2 separate regions of the Mus musculus genome follow, and region 1 is linked to region 2. The links are chromatin contacts, called in public HiChIP or PLAC-seq maps. All regions are on one chromosome and are shown on one strand. The core of a region is the stretch at or near the end of the contact, and the rest is flanking DNA. Distances in the headings are between cores, read along the strand shown.

Region 1 (6,687 bases), core at 4,072-6,571, 270 kb before region 2:
TTTAATTCGGGAAGGTGCAATTTTCTCTCAGGAAATCCCGGTCACATTGGTCAAGTCAGCATGCTCTTCTTTTCTTTGCCCAAACATGCTGTTCACCATCAATTTTTCAGTTATCTCTAGAGAAAGCAGTGTCTCAAGCCTACCTGAAACTACATATCCTGACACTGCAGGCGTCACATAGGCAGTGAGGTGGTGCCTTTCTTTTTTTTTTTTAAATGGCCAATGTCTCTGCAGTTCTCTGGGACTTTTCTCAGCTTTGCAGAATGATTCTTGTGTGTTTAACATAAGACAGGAAAAATTAATGTATGCGTGTATGTATGGATAAATGGATGGATGGATGGATGGATCGATCGATGGATCGATGGATCGATAGATCGATGAGTCTAGCCAGCACCATATGCATGCTCTTTCAGCAAGAAATCCAGTCCTGAAACTTCCCCTAGGTTTCTGTTTTCTCATTGGCTAGAACACTTACTGGCTTCACCTAGTGGTCAGCATATTTTCCTGGGAACATGCCTACCCTAAATAAAATTAAGAAATGAGAGACAGGATCTAAAGCAAAAAAATACATACTACAGAATTCTAGAACTATTCTAGGAAAAAGGTGAGTCACAGACACAAACATGAGTATGAAAGTTTTGTATTTTATTAACCTAACGAAATTATTTATCAATTCAATAAATATCTGTTAAACATCTGAGAGTAAGAATTCTACTCAGATAATTCTGAGCTAATGGGATCTGATGAAAATCAAATAATGCTGATAATTTCACAATATACTTTGGTAGCTTGACAGACTGGTCAAACTCAGCCAGTTCTTGTGAAGGGTACATTGACCAAAAATGCATGGATAATCAAAGATTTGGTTAATATAGTTGAAACAGAGGCCTTCCTCAAATGTTGAATCAAGTAATGGCTGAAAGGTCTTTTCATAAATTTAAAAACAAATTGCCTTAAGGCAGAAAAGACAGGCCCCCTCCACATCTTTGCCTTTGGTGAGTCAACAAAGAGATCAATGGAAATCTCAAATTTGATGTGATGCCTGCCTTTCTATGACCACTGATGAGTAAAGTGGATAAAATCCTCTCCCATCCCTTACCAAGCCTCTCTTCTTCCTTTTGGGTGAAGGAATAATTGTTTATCTATAGCAATGGATTAGAAATACTATTCAGACTTAGAATGAACAACACACAAAAGATAGATACTATAACAAGTATTAGAAGATTTAGAGCCACAGAGCACACATTATACCTTTGTTGTCATGACTGTCAAGGGACTGCCCAAACCTTATCTCACTGGGAATTAGTAGTATAGGTTATTTTCAAATTGGTGAGTAATGACTTGGCTGAGGATCACAAAAATCTTTTGTGGTATAATAAAGATTTTCCCCATCAAGTATCTTTGTTTAACTTTGGAATTAAACTTGTATGTATAAATGTTTTGCCTGTATGTATGTCTGTGTATGTCTGTGTATGGCATGCTCATGTGGGATGTGTGTGTGTGTGTGTGTGTGTGTGTGTGTGTGTGTGTGTGTTGTCTGGTGCTCCAGAGACCAGAAGAGAGCACTAGATCATCTAGAACTAGAGTTACAGATGGTTGTTAGTTTCCATGTGAATCCCCTGGAAAAAAACAGCCAGTGCTAACCACTGAACCATCTCTTCAGCCCCCTGATGTATCTTTGACAGGATTCAATCAGCCTGTTTAAAACTGTAATAGTTAAAAACTCAACAACACTATAGAATTTGACCTTCAGTCTGTTTTCTTTACTGCTTGGCTACCTTAGCCATAGATGATGTCTCTCCCAGGTACACTATAATGGTGGGTTATTGCCATTGTTTGGGTATTGTTGGAATACACTTCCCAAAAGCTCACTCAAACAAACCTTTTTTCTTTATACATTAGCTAACCTTGTGTGTTTTGTTTTTGTCTACAAACTTTTAACACTGGGGCTGTCCGTGAAGAGTAGCATCAGAAACCACAACATTTAAAGAGGCATCAAATTAACTTGGGAGCCTTTAAAAAGGACATTGTGTGACTCCAGGCTGCCAAGTGGGTGCAGTTCACTTTATCAGCCAAATAACAAGAATTTTAATAAAAGTACAAATGTATTAATTGGCTGAAGCACAGGATTTTCTTTTATATATACAATTTCCATAACATTCTTGAATGATGAGTTACTGACTTCACAAAATGATTCAATGGGCTTTTTAGAAAAGTTAATTACTTTGACTACTACTCAAATGTTAAGCATCTGCCCTCTGAACTTACATGGCATTATAAGTCTTTTCCCTTTGGAAATAGGAAGAATAACACTTCCTCACAACACTTTGTTTGGTGGTACATTTTCACCTCTCTTAAACTCTTAATGGTTGTTTAATAATAATATCTTAGGGCTGGGGAGATGGCTCAGTGGATAAAGAGCCTACCCAGGAAGCCAGATGAATTCAGACTCCAGGTAATAACTTACTATCATGCCAATGACCCAGTGTAGCATGGGTTCAAATCCCCCATACTCAAGTAAAAAGTTGGAAATGATGACACCTCTGTAGCCCTAAAAATGAGAGGCAGACAGAGGTAGACACCATGATCTACCTGATCAGCCTGTCTTCTAAGTTGGTAAACCCCAGGTCTAGTGAGAGAAAATAAACAAGGTAGAGAATGATTGGTAGAGACATCAATATCTGCCTTTGGCCTCTGTACTGGCTAGTTTTGTGTCAACTTGACACAGCTGGGGTTATCACAGAGAAAGGAGCTTCAGTTGAGGAAATGCCTCCATGAGCTCCAACTGTAAGGCATTTTCTCAATTAGTGATCAAGGGGGAAAGGCTCCTTGTGGGTGGGACCATCTCTGGGCTGGTAGTCTTGGTTCCATAAGAGAGCAGGCTGAGCAAGCCAGGAGAAGCAAGCCAGTAAAGAACATCCCTCCATGGCCTCTGCATCAGCTCCTGCTTCCTGACCTGCTTGAGTTCCAGTCCTGACTTCCTTGGTGATGAACAGCAGTATGGAAGTGTAAGCCGAATAAACCCTTTCCTCCCCAACTTGCTACTTGATCATGATGTTTGTGCAAAATAGAAACCTTGACTAAGACAGCCTCCCACATGTACTTATAGTCACCTGCACATGTGCATGCATGCACACAAATATACATATATGCACACACAGATACATATATATGTGCATACACACACACACACACACACACACACACACACACACACACACCATGCTACACTGGGTCATTGGCATGATAGTAAGTTATTACAAAGATAGTGACCTGGACTCTGAATTCATTTTGCTTCCTGGGTTACCACCTTATCTATTCTGCATGCATACATACATACATGCATACATACATGCATATATAGACAAATACAAACACTTATACACAGACATAAACAGTACATACAGACAAAATAAATAAATTTTAAAATCTCTTAAGTGTCTTGTGTTTAATATCATCACAGAATTACATAGATCTCTGTAAAGAGCTCCAACATGTCAGCCTTTGTTTAAAGAAGTGGCCATAATTCTGCTGTCAGTATTCGGGATGGGGCTCTAGAAACACTGGCAATTATCTGAACTCTCCACGTGACCTGAAGGTGTGCTCCCTACCTCTGAACTCAGAACCGTCAGTGTGGAGACAGCTATCAATAGACAGGGGGAGTTACATCATCTCTTGTTCTAGACACTACAATTCTGCCAAAGCAACTGAAGACAGACACAGAATTTTAATGGCAGATGCACCTGAGCTCATATGTGCTTCATGATCGACCGACAGCTACGTACTCTTCCTATCAACTTCCCCCAAGTTATACAGTCCTCATTCTGTACACATGGAGTCCATTTGTCCGCATGTTTTTGGTTTTAGGTTTTTGGTTTTGGGAGCTTGTTTTGTTTTATTTTTGCTGTGATATTTTGTGCTATTTACTGACTGTGATTGTATTAGCAGCAGTATCAAATAAAGCAGACACTGGGTGCTAGGCAACTGCTAAGCCTGGGGTTAAGTAGAGTGCTTTTTATTCAATTCTTTTATTGGATTTCCACACCAACCGTATGGAAAAGATAATAACATTATCTCATTCTATAAGTAAGTAATTTGAGGCTTTGGAGTAGATTAGTAGGTCTATTTTCCTACTCTGTCAAAATAATTTTAGTACACTTATTGTATGATTAGTCTAAATCCCTGTCTGTATATGCACATGCTTATATAGGTCAGCTTTTCATCAACCCTCACAGATACAGTCTATATATTATAGAATTCAGACAGCCATAAAAATATAAAAGAGGAGAGAACCTCAGTATTGAGTCCCATCACTAGAGATCTCCACCCCAATGTTGTCACCAGCATGTAGGGCATATCCATCAAGATGGACACCACTTCTTCTTTTGTAAAGTTCCCGTTCCCCCAATAAGCCTCTCAGTCAACCTGGCAAACTCAGTCCAGAACACCTACTTTCATGAACCAGTTCTATCTCCAGAAATGACCTCGTCTCTCGGCGGTCACCATGTCACCACATTGTGACCATCCTTTCAAGATATGGTCCTGGAATTTTGTCTAGTTCTAACAGTTCTGATCTGTTAAGTTTGCAGAGTCTAACTCACAATGTATTGTACTCTGCTTCCTTTTTTTGGATCGTTTCCATGCTTCTGACCAACAATTACTTTTTGGCAGGTATGAAAACTAAGGTTTTTTTTTGTCCTAATTTGCCTTGTACACCAAAAGAACAGACCATCTTTGATCAGTTTCACGTGATAAATTTCATCTCTTTCAAAAATTCCCAACAAGCCTTGGCTTCCACGGACTAGCCTTGCTCTAAGCAGCCCTGTCTACGGAGACTGCTGAAGAAGGAGAATGCGCTGCTTGTCTGTGAATCTGTCAACATTAGATCACCTGCCCCAAGGGATGGGCAAATCACTTCCTTGTTTTTCTTACTCAAAACTCAAACCCCACTCTTGTAATTTCCCTTCATATTTTCCTAATATTTAGTTTTGCATCCCTTTCAAGTCTCAGCTCATTCTGGGCGGTAGCCTTTCTGACACCTTAAGCTCATAATTGTATGCTAAGTGGAGTTTTGGCCCAAAGCTCTGAACACACAGCTAGCTAAAACCTTAGATATAAATTCCAGCACCAAGAGGAAATGTGTTATCTCCTTCATCTCTCTCCTTTTGTGAACAGGTCCTAAGACCACCTTACAGTAAATTCAAAGTTTGCTACAAGTGAAATCACTCTTCTCAGAACTTTCTCAACATAGTCACCCTCTTGTTTTTCCAAAAGCCAGACAGTGGTCAGGGTCATGAGTCACACCATAGATTCTGTTCTTATGTTGATGGTTCTTTGTAGGTGTCTCAGCTAATTCTCAATTAAGCTGAACAAGACAGTCGTCTCTTCAGTGCTCCAGAATCTGACTTGAAAATCCACCATGGCTTCCTCAATGGCATGATGGGAGAGAATGACAGGTAGGCTGACATTATTGACTCTGCCTTCCAGGAACCCAGAGCAACATGAAGAAACACTACAGGCCACAGTGCCTGAGGAAACACTTACAAGCCACTGTGGTTTGTCAAACTCAGGAAAAGACTTCTCATTTTTACAAGGAAGAGTTTCTGAGACAAAAGGATGGACCATCTAGAGACTGCCATATCCAGGGATCCATCCCATAATCAGCTTCCAAACGCTGACACCATTGCATACACTAGCAAGATTTTGCTGAAAGGACCCTGATATAGCTGTCTCTTGTGAGACTATGCTGGGGCCTAGCAAACACAAAAGTGGATGCTCACAGTCAGCTATTGGATAGATCACAGGGCCCCCAATGGAGGAGCTAGAGAAAGTACCCAATGAGTTAAAGGGATCTGCAACCCTATAGGTGGAACAACGTTATGAACTAACCAGTTCCCCGGAGCTCGTGTCTCTAGCTGCATATGTATCAAAAGATGGCCTAGTTGGCCATCACTGGAAAGAGAGGCCCATTGGACTTGCAAACTTTATATGCCCCAGTACAGGAGAACGCCAGGGCCAAAAAGTGGGAGTGGGTGGGTAGGAGAGTGGGGGAGGGGGGGAGGGTATGGGGGACTTTTGGGATAGCATTGGAAATGTAAATGAGGAAAATACCTAATTAAAAAAAAAAGAAAAAAAAAGAAGAAAGAAAAATGGAGGTATGCCAAGGAGCCTTTAAGTATTGTTTCTCTTTTCAATCTATTAGAAGCGGCATTAAAAATCGCATTGTATCCCATTATGGCCTGAAAAAAAAAAAAAAAAGAAAATCACGTCAACACCACTACTTTTTATGACTCTCTCTTACCAACAGCCAACTCCAACAATTTTGGAAGAGTGGGCCATTTCAGGTTCACTCTGTAAGCTAAATTATTGAGGAGACCACAGAGGAATTAGGGATGGTAAGCACAAAGTCCCAGACAGGTAACTTCTGATGACTAGCCAGCTCCACTCCACAAATACAAGAAGGAAAGTTTGTAGACCACAGTCAACAGAAACCCTTCTTGGATGTACGATCAGGTCTAAGCCACATGCTCTTGACACCATACTCACCTATATTTGCTCCTATCTATTTGCCATACCATGCCATACTATCTGGAATGGATTCTCACAGGTCTCCTTTCCCTATTTTTTTTTTAAGGTCCCATGTGGTCACCTAAAGAAGGAATAAGTTCCATTTTGCTCTCCTACTCT
Region 2 (6,826 bases), core at 1,500-3,999:
CCCCCACAGTAAGACCGACTCAGTTAGTACCACAGAACATTACAAGGTAAGCTGACCACATAAGTTATAGAAGGGCATATAGGATCTATAGAAAAGTTGGCGATGTGTGATCTCTTTCCACAGGTCAATGTTGTATGTGTCTATGAAGTATATGTGGGTAGACATTCGTCTTTGTGCATGTATGGTGTGTGGTGTATGCCCCTGCATGCATGCACCTGTATCCATGTATGAACCTGCATGCATGTACCTGTGTTGTGTATGCACCTGAATGTATGTGGCAGCCAGAGGTGAGTATTATGGTGTCTTCCTCTGCTGTTTTCTATTTTACTTTTTGAGACAGGGTCTGTCATTGAACATGGCGCTCATTTATTGAGCCAGACTGACTAGGCAGCAAGCCCCCAGGATTGTCTCTCATTCACTTTTCCCTTTCAGGGGTGGGGGAATGCGAATGTGCACAGTTGTTGTTCCTGGTCAGCGGTTACATGTTCAGCGGGGACTTAACTCAGGTCTCCATGCTTGCCAGCAAGCACATTACCCACTGTCTTAGTCAGGGTTTCTATTCCTGGACAAAACATCATAACCACGAAGCAAATCAGGGAGGAAAGGGTTTATTTAGCTTACACTTCCATATTGCTGTTCATCACCAGGGAAATCAGGACTGGAACGCAAGCAGGTCAGGAAGCAGGAGCTGATGCTGAGGCCATGGAGGGATGTTCCTTACTGGCTTGCTTCCCCTGGCTTGCTCAGCTTGCTCTCTTATAGAACCCAAAGATGGTCCCACCTACAATGGGACCTCCCCCTTGATCACTAGTTGTGAAAATGCCTTGCAGCTGGATCTCATGGAGGCATTTCCCCAACTGAAGCTCCTTTCTCTGTGATAACTCCAGCGGTGTCAAGTTGACACAAAACTAGCCAATACACCCACTGATCCATCTCCCCAGCCCTATCAACACAAATGAAAACAAGATGCACTTTTAAAACTACATGGTCCTGTTACTTACCAACTAGTTAAAATCACTTTTATGTAATTAAAACGTCAAGAAATTGTTGAAAATTTCCTGTGTTTTCCCTATAAATATAAATTACAGTTAATGCTTGAAGCTTTTCTCCTAGGATACCAGAATTAAACTTTGCCATTTAAGCTGAGTTGGTAGATTTTGGCTTACATAAGTAATAGCTACACGTGACTTTAGATCTAACCCAAAATAAAACATAATTTTCCTAATGCTTTAATGTTATAGTAGACTTACTTTTATAGTTATGTGAAATCTAAATAATTATGTTCTTAACTGGACAATGTTATACATGCCTGTAACCTCAGAACCTAGACACTAGAGGCAAGAGAATCAAAAGTTCAAACTTGACTTCAAGTTGAAGACAGTCTGGACTATAAGAGATTCTGACTCAAATAAATTAAAGATAGATAGATAGATAGATAGATAGATAGATAGATAGATAGATCTTTTAAGTATAATCTAACATCACTAAATAAATAAATTTTTCAAAATGTTAGACATTGAATAAATAAACATCCAGGTAAATAATATGTCATTAGTACTGTCTTACCAGGTCTGTGATGGAAGGTCTATCAATGCAAATATTATAAATACACAAAATAACTTATCAGTTATTGAACATTTATCTGGAACAAAGTCATAAATTCAATATTATGCATAATACAAAAGGGAAAGAAATTTTTGTTAGAAAACAGATTTGTCATCCAAAACTTAGAGAGGAAGTCATATTGCAAAACAGAGATAGGAATAACAAAACAAACCACAAAAAAAAACCCCAAACAAACATAAAATCACTCAACATGGCCACTCAAATCCTAAAATAAATAAGAATATGCTGATTCTTAATTTGCTCAACCAGGAAAAAACAAGTGATGATCCAAACAAGAAGGTACTTGGCAAAAGGCTTATAAACAAGAGTTTGAAAGCCATTGCTTGAACTATAAACATGGAATTTTTTAAGTCTTCATAAAGAACGAAGAGCTTACAATATTTGCTAGACACATATTAGTACGCCATAATCTTCTCTGAGCTAGAAGATGGACAGTATTGTTACCCTGTAGCAAGTCCTCGGTAAAAATATGTCAAAGAAGATAATTAAGGAACCAGCTATTGCTTAGTTTATCCCAACATCCTTCACAAACTTAGAGCAGTAACTACCTGCAGGAGATGCCACACTTCTGTTATTTGCAAGCAACTTATTTTTATTTAGTGAAAGAAAAAAAATCTAATAACGGTTGTTTTAAATCTTATCCTCAGAGTTATGATATGAAAAATGTGCGTGCATGGTAATAATCATTATTTATAGTGTCTTATGGGCTAGGCACCATTCACAATCATGTATATATTTAATTTGTATAAAACTCTCTGAGGTTATGCAGTTCTTAACATTTGTGCCATTATAACCAAAACACTCAAGAGAATGAATTAAAGAAGGATTTGCCTTGGCTCAGAGATTCCAGCGCACAGTCTTTGGCACTATTGATTCTGGACTGTGGTAAAGGAATGGCCATGGAGACTGCTCACCTCATGGTAGACAGGAAGCAGAAATGGGGCTGGGGACCATGTGTTGCCTTCACAAGCACATGATTCACAAAGCCCCAGTTCCTTTGAACTTTGTTTTTAACGTGGATTACCATTGGATACCTCCAAATGTCTTAGAGGCACTGCCTCTATGATGAGTTTGCCGCAGCTTGGAAACTCTTGCTCAGCGTCCTCCCTATCAAGGTCTAGGAGAGATCTGAGGTTTTCACCCTGTGTGAAAGCAAGCAATTCAGGGCACCAGCTTTCTGAGCAAAGACACAGCCTGGGGCTGGAGACAAGACATCCTTGCTCCAAGAACAGCAGGCAAGCATGAGCGTGCTTTGTACAGTAGGTCATCATGCCACATGAAAGTAATGAAAGGAAGCATTGTGAATACCACAAACAGAGTAGGGTGGTACCTTAGCCATGTCATCTCAGGAGTAAGAGTATGCAACTTATCTTATTGGGCTATAAGAAAATTGTCCGGCCTTTGTTTCAGAGAGAGTTTATTAGGCTGGGCTATTAACAAACCAGCTTTCTGTTCTGAAAAACAAAGCTATCCAGATTTTTTAAGAGTACTTACTCACTGCACAAGCATTCCCAAAAAGATAGTTCAGAATGAAACTGTGATCTGTGTGTGCCCACACCCTCAAGGTGCTGGGAACTATCCTTCAGCAAGCTTGTACTGACAGAGTGTGAGGAATACTCTTGTTCTATGGTATTGCCCTTTCCCATTTATCTTAAATCGCCATTGAACGTGATAAAACCTAACAGAATTCAGGGAATGTTACCTACAAATATGGTACTTTGGTTTTTGGTCACGGTCACAGCAATCTATCTAATACAGTACCTTACAAAATCAAAGTTTCACTCCGAGATCCTTAGCGAAACTAGCAAGATATGATTCTCATCAAATGCTTTTGTCAAGTTTAGTCCACTCTCACTTCTGCATGGAGTCTTAGGAATGGATACTGTTCTTGGCTCTTGGTAGCCCAAGTTTAACAAATGGGATTTGTTAGGAAATTCAACCCAGAATGGATGACTTCCAAGCCCACATTAGCACCAATACATTTTACAGACATGAATTCCTGTAGGATTTACCATGGTCACCATTATGCCACAGCACTCATACAAATGTTTTAAGTGGTTGAAACACTGGTCTACAGCTATTTATCTAATTTCAACTGTTTAAATGATTACTATTCTGGAAAACGCACAAGTGCCTTTATATACACAAAACAGATGGGAGGAAAGAGAGCTAAGGTTAGAATGTTTGTGAATCAAATCTTCCATGTAGGGAGCGAGAAAGATGGCTCAGTGGGTAAGACCACTTTCTGGGAAAACAAGGAAATCTGAGTTCAGTCCTTTAGTACCCACATAAGAAGCTGGGCAGGGACATAACACATGGTTGTAATCCTAGTGCTATGGGGACAGAGGGTCACCAGGGCTTGCTAGCTGACAGCCTAGCTCCAGAATCAGTACAAGTCCCTATATTGGAAAAATAAGGTAGAGAGTGATAGAGGACAGTAGACATTCTCCGTTGACCTCCACAGGTATGCAGTCCATACCTGTGTGCATACCTCCCCAAAGCACACACAAGACACTATTTATTGTTCCACCTTCATACATACTTCAAGATAAAGGTTTTTGTTACTACAATTTTCCAGATATAGAAAGTATGCTTATGTATTCCAAGATCGCTCAATGGGGAAAGACACTTGCTGCCAAGTTTGGTGACCTGAATTTGATCCCACACAGTAGAGGGAGAGAACCAACTCTCACATGCTGTCCTTCAACCAATACACACACACACACACACACACACACACACACACGATGAGGGAGGGGGACTGGAGGAGAGAATACATAATTAAATATAATTTTTAAAATGAATAAGTATTTAGCAATGTTTGACAAAAACATTACAAACTTCAAATAATCATTAAGTAACAGAGCTCAAATTGGAGGCTAGTGTGGTCTGTTGTCCTTACCTCTCCACTGTTTCCTGACAGCACATATATTCGAAGTTTGGTTACTTTCAAACAAGATAAGGTAGGCTGAATTCTAATATACCTTTCCTGGAATCTTCTTTGAAAACCAACTTTCTGCAAACACTAATGGATAAAGAGAAAGCAATTTGTGGCATGAAATAGAGAGTTGGTATGCATGCAGCACATTCATGCCCAAGAGCCCTTGTGTGAGCAGTCAGGGACACATGGCTTGTTAGGAGTCAAAGCCATACAATGCGGTCACATCACACAAGCAAATGATGCTTACTTATACCTCCAAGTCATACTTGCCTGCTCATAGCGTGAAGATGTCATAAAGCCCTGCCTGTCACAGAGTACACTGGTCATCTGTAGAAGTTAAGTCTGCTTCTTCATCCCACCTCCATGATCCAAGAGATAAGTCCCAGCTTAAGATACATTTACAAATACCTTAGCCATGTAGCTAGGCTCTTCTTCGGCTAGATCATAACTTTAAATAACCCATTTATTCTAATCTACATTTGCCATATGGTTGGTCACCTGTGCTCAGGTACTATGCATAGTCCATCTGGGTCACATCTTCCCGGGCAAATCTCCTACTTGGTACTATCCCAGAATCCTTTCTGCTTCCCAGATGTCCCACCTCCTATTTCTTGCCTAAACTATCAGCCACAAGATTTTTATTGACAGGTGCCACATTCATACAGACACAAGACATTTTTTCTACAGCCATCTATTGCTATACAGTCATGTGCTGCACAGTGCTGTTTTGACTACTTATTAATCATGTATATCCTAGTGTTCCCATAATATTATAATGGAATAAAGAATTGTCTGTAATCTAATGACACTGTTAGGCATCAAAGTGCACAATGCACTACCAGTCATAAAAAAGTGTGTCCTAGTCAGTTATTATATAGTATTAATGACTAACCACGTGACAGGTTTATGTATTTACCTCTTATCATTATTTTAGAATATCCCTCCTATTTTTAAAAAGAACAATTTACTGCCAAACACTATGCCATGGAAAGCTGGCATCAGTCTTACAGCTCTGGTTTACCAAGAGTCTTAATTGCATCATTTTATCTATACTTGACTTAACCTCAGATGGCTTCTTTCTCATGACCCAGGACAGACAGACAGACAGACAGACAGACAGACACACACACACACACACACACACACACACTACTTATATATAATCGTTGCAGCTCTTTAGTTTCTATTCCCTCTTTATCCAACACTCAATTGAAATAAATATTTTTGTAAAATTGTGGCGATACACAAAGTTTCTTGGGAACTGTGGTAGTCCGAATATGATTGGCTAATGGGAAGTGATACTACTAGGAGGTATGGCCTTGTTGGAAAAGGTATAGCTTTGTTGGTGGAAGTGTGTCACTGTGTAGTCAGGCTTTGAGATCTCCTAGTGCTCAAGCTCTAGTGTGTGTGTGTGTGTGTGTGTGTGTGTGTGTGTGTGTATTCTTGGCTGCCTTCAGAAGAGAGTTAGTCACCTCCTTGCAGCCTTCGGATCAAGATATAGAATTCTCAGCTCCTCCAGCACCATGTCTGCTTGCATGCTACCATGCTTCCTGCCATGGTGATAATGGACTGAATGACTGAAAGTGTAAGCCAGCCCCAATTACCTCTTGTTCTTTATAAGAGTTGCCTTGGTCACGGTATCTCTTCACAGCAATGAAATCCTAACTAAGACAGTGACCTAAGGAAGAAACATGTGGAAGCAGAAAGCAACTCACACAACATAATCAACAGCACTGGAGGTGTTCTCAGAGTACGCCTTATTATGCCACCCAGCCCTAATCTTTTCTTTGAGTCTGAGATGACATAATACTTCATTTTATACAATAGAGCTCCAATGCTTTGTGTTATCTGTTTTATGGCATCAAACTTCTTTTCACAGACACTTAGAAGCTCCTTAAAGACAGAAACCTCATCATATCTGCTGTGGGGGACGCTGGTTTGTGACTGAAAGAAAAACAGTAAGAAGTTCATAAATGTTGGAAATTGGCCCACACAAATCCCACACTCGTGTGAACGTGCCCATCTTCTATAGAGCCATTACCAACTTGAAGATACAAACTAATGTTTATCCATATTTGACTCCTCACTTTACACCAAAGTGGCTTTTAATTTCAATGACCTAGCTTTGAATTTTTATCCATTCCCACATAGAAAATTATATTTTGTAAACACTGGGGAATGCACAATGCTTCTTAAAAACCTGATGGATACATTGTTTCAACTTGAATGTGTGTAATGCCATATGGCCCTAGGGACCAA

The links. HiChIP or PLAC-seq counts read pairs in DNA pulled down with a chosen protein or histone mark.
Region 1: a contact with region 2 is called in a BATF HiChIP or PLAC-seq map of CD8 T cells, with 7 read pairs. The contact joins two enhancer-like sites. A contact is called at or near these places in 1 of 15 datasets of contacts at CTCF or cohesin (large pre-B cells), 26 of 484 Hi-C or Micro-C datasets (the 63-12 cell line, B cells, the C10 cell line and 19 more), 8 of 115 datasets of contacts at active chromatin or transcription factors (the 230-238 cell line, CD8 T cells, Th17 cells and 4 more) and 1 of 9 other capture datasets (embryonic stem cells).

Annotation. Positions count from the first base shown.
Region 1 is chr10:19,221,625-19,228,311 of GRCm38.p6, forward strand. No RefSeq gene overlaps it. Among named protein-coding and RNA genes, the nearest start is that of Gm40607, 19 kb to the right of the region's middle. Within about 2 kb of position 5,322, at least 8 of the 459 cell types and tissues checked have an H3K27ac peak or open chromatin away from gene starts, as enhancers often do. A contact at or near this core is called in CD8 T cells and Th17 cells, where this site is marked.
Region 2 is chr10:19,495,577-19,502,402 of GRCm38.p6, forward strand. The region is part of intron 2 of Gm33104 (predicted gene, 33104); the gene reads left to right. Among named protein-coding and RNA genes, the nearest start is that of Gm33104, 12 kb to the left of the region's middle. Within about 2 kb of position 2,750, at least 34 of the 459 cell types and tissues checked have an H3K27ac peak or open chromatin away from gene starts, as enhancers often do. A contact at or near this core is called in CD8 T cells and Th17 cells, where this site is marked.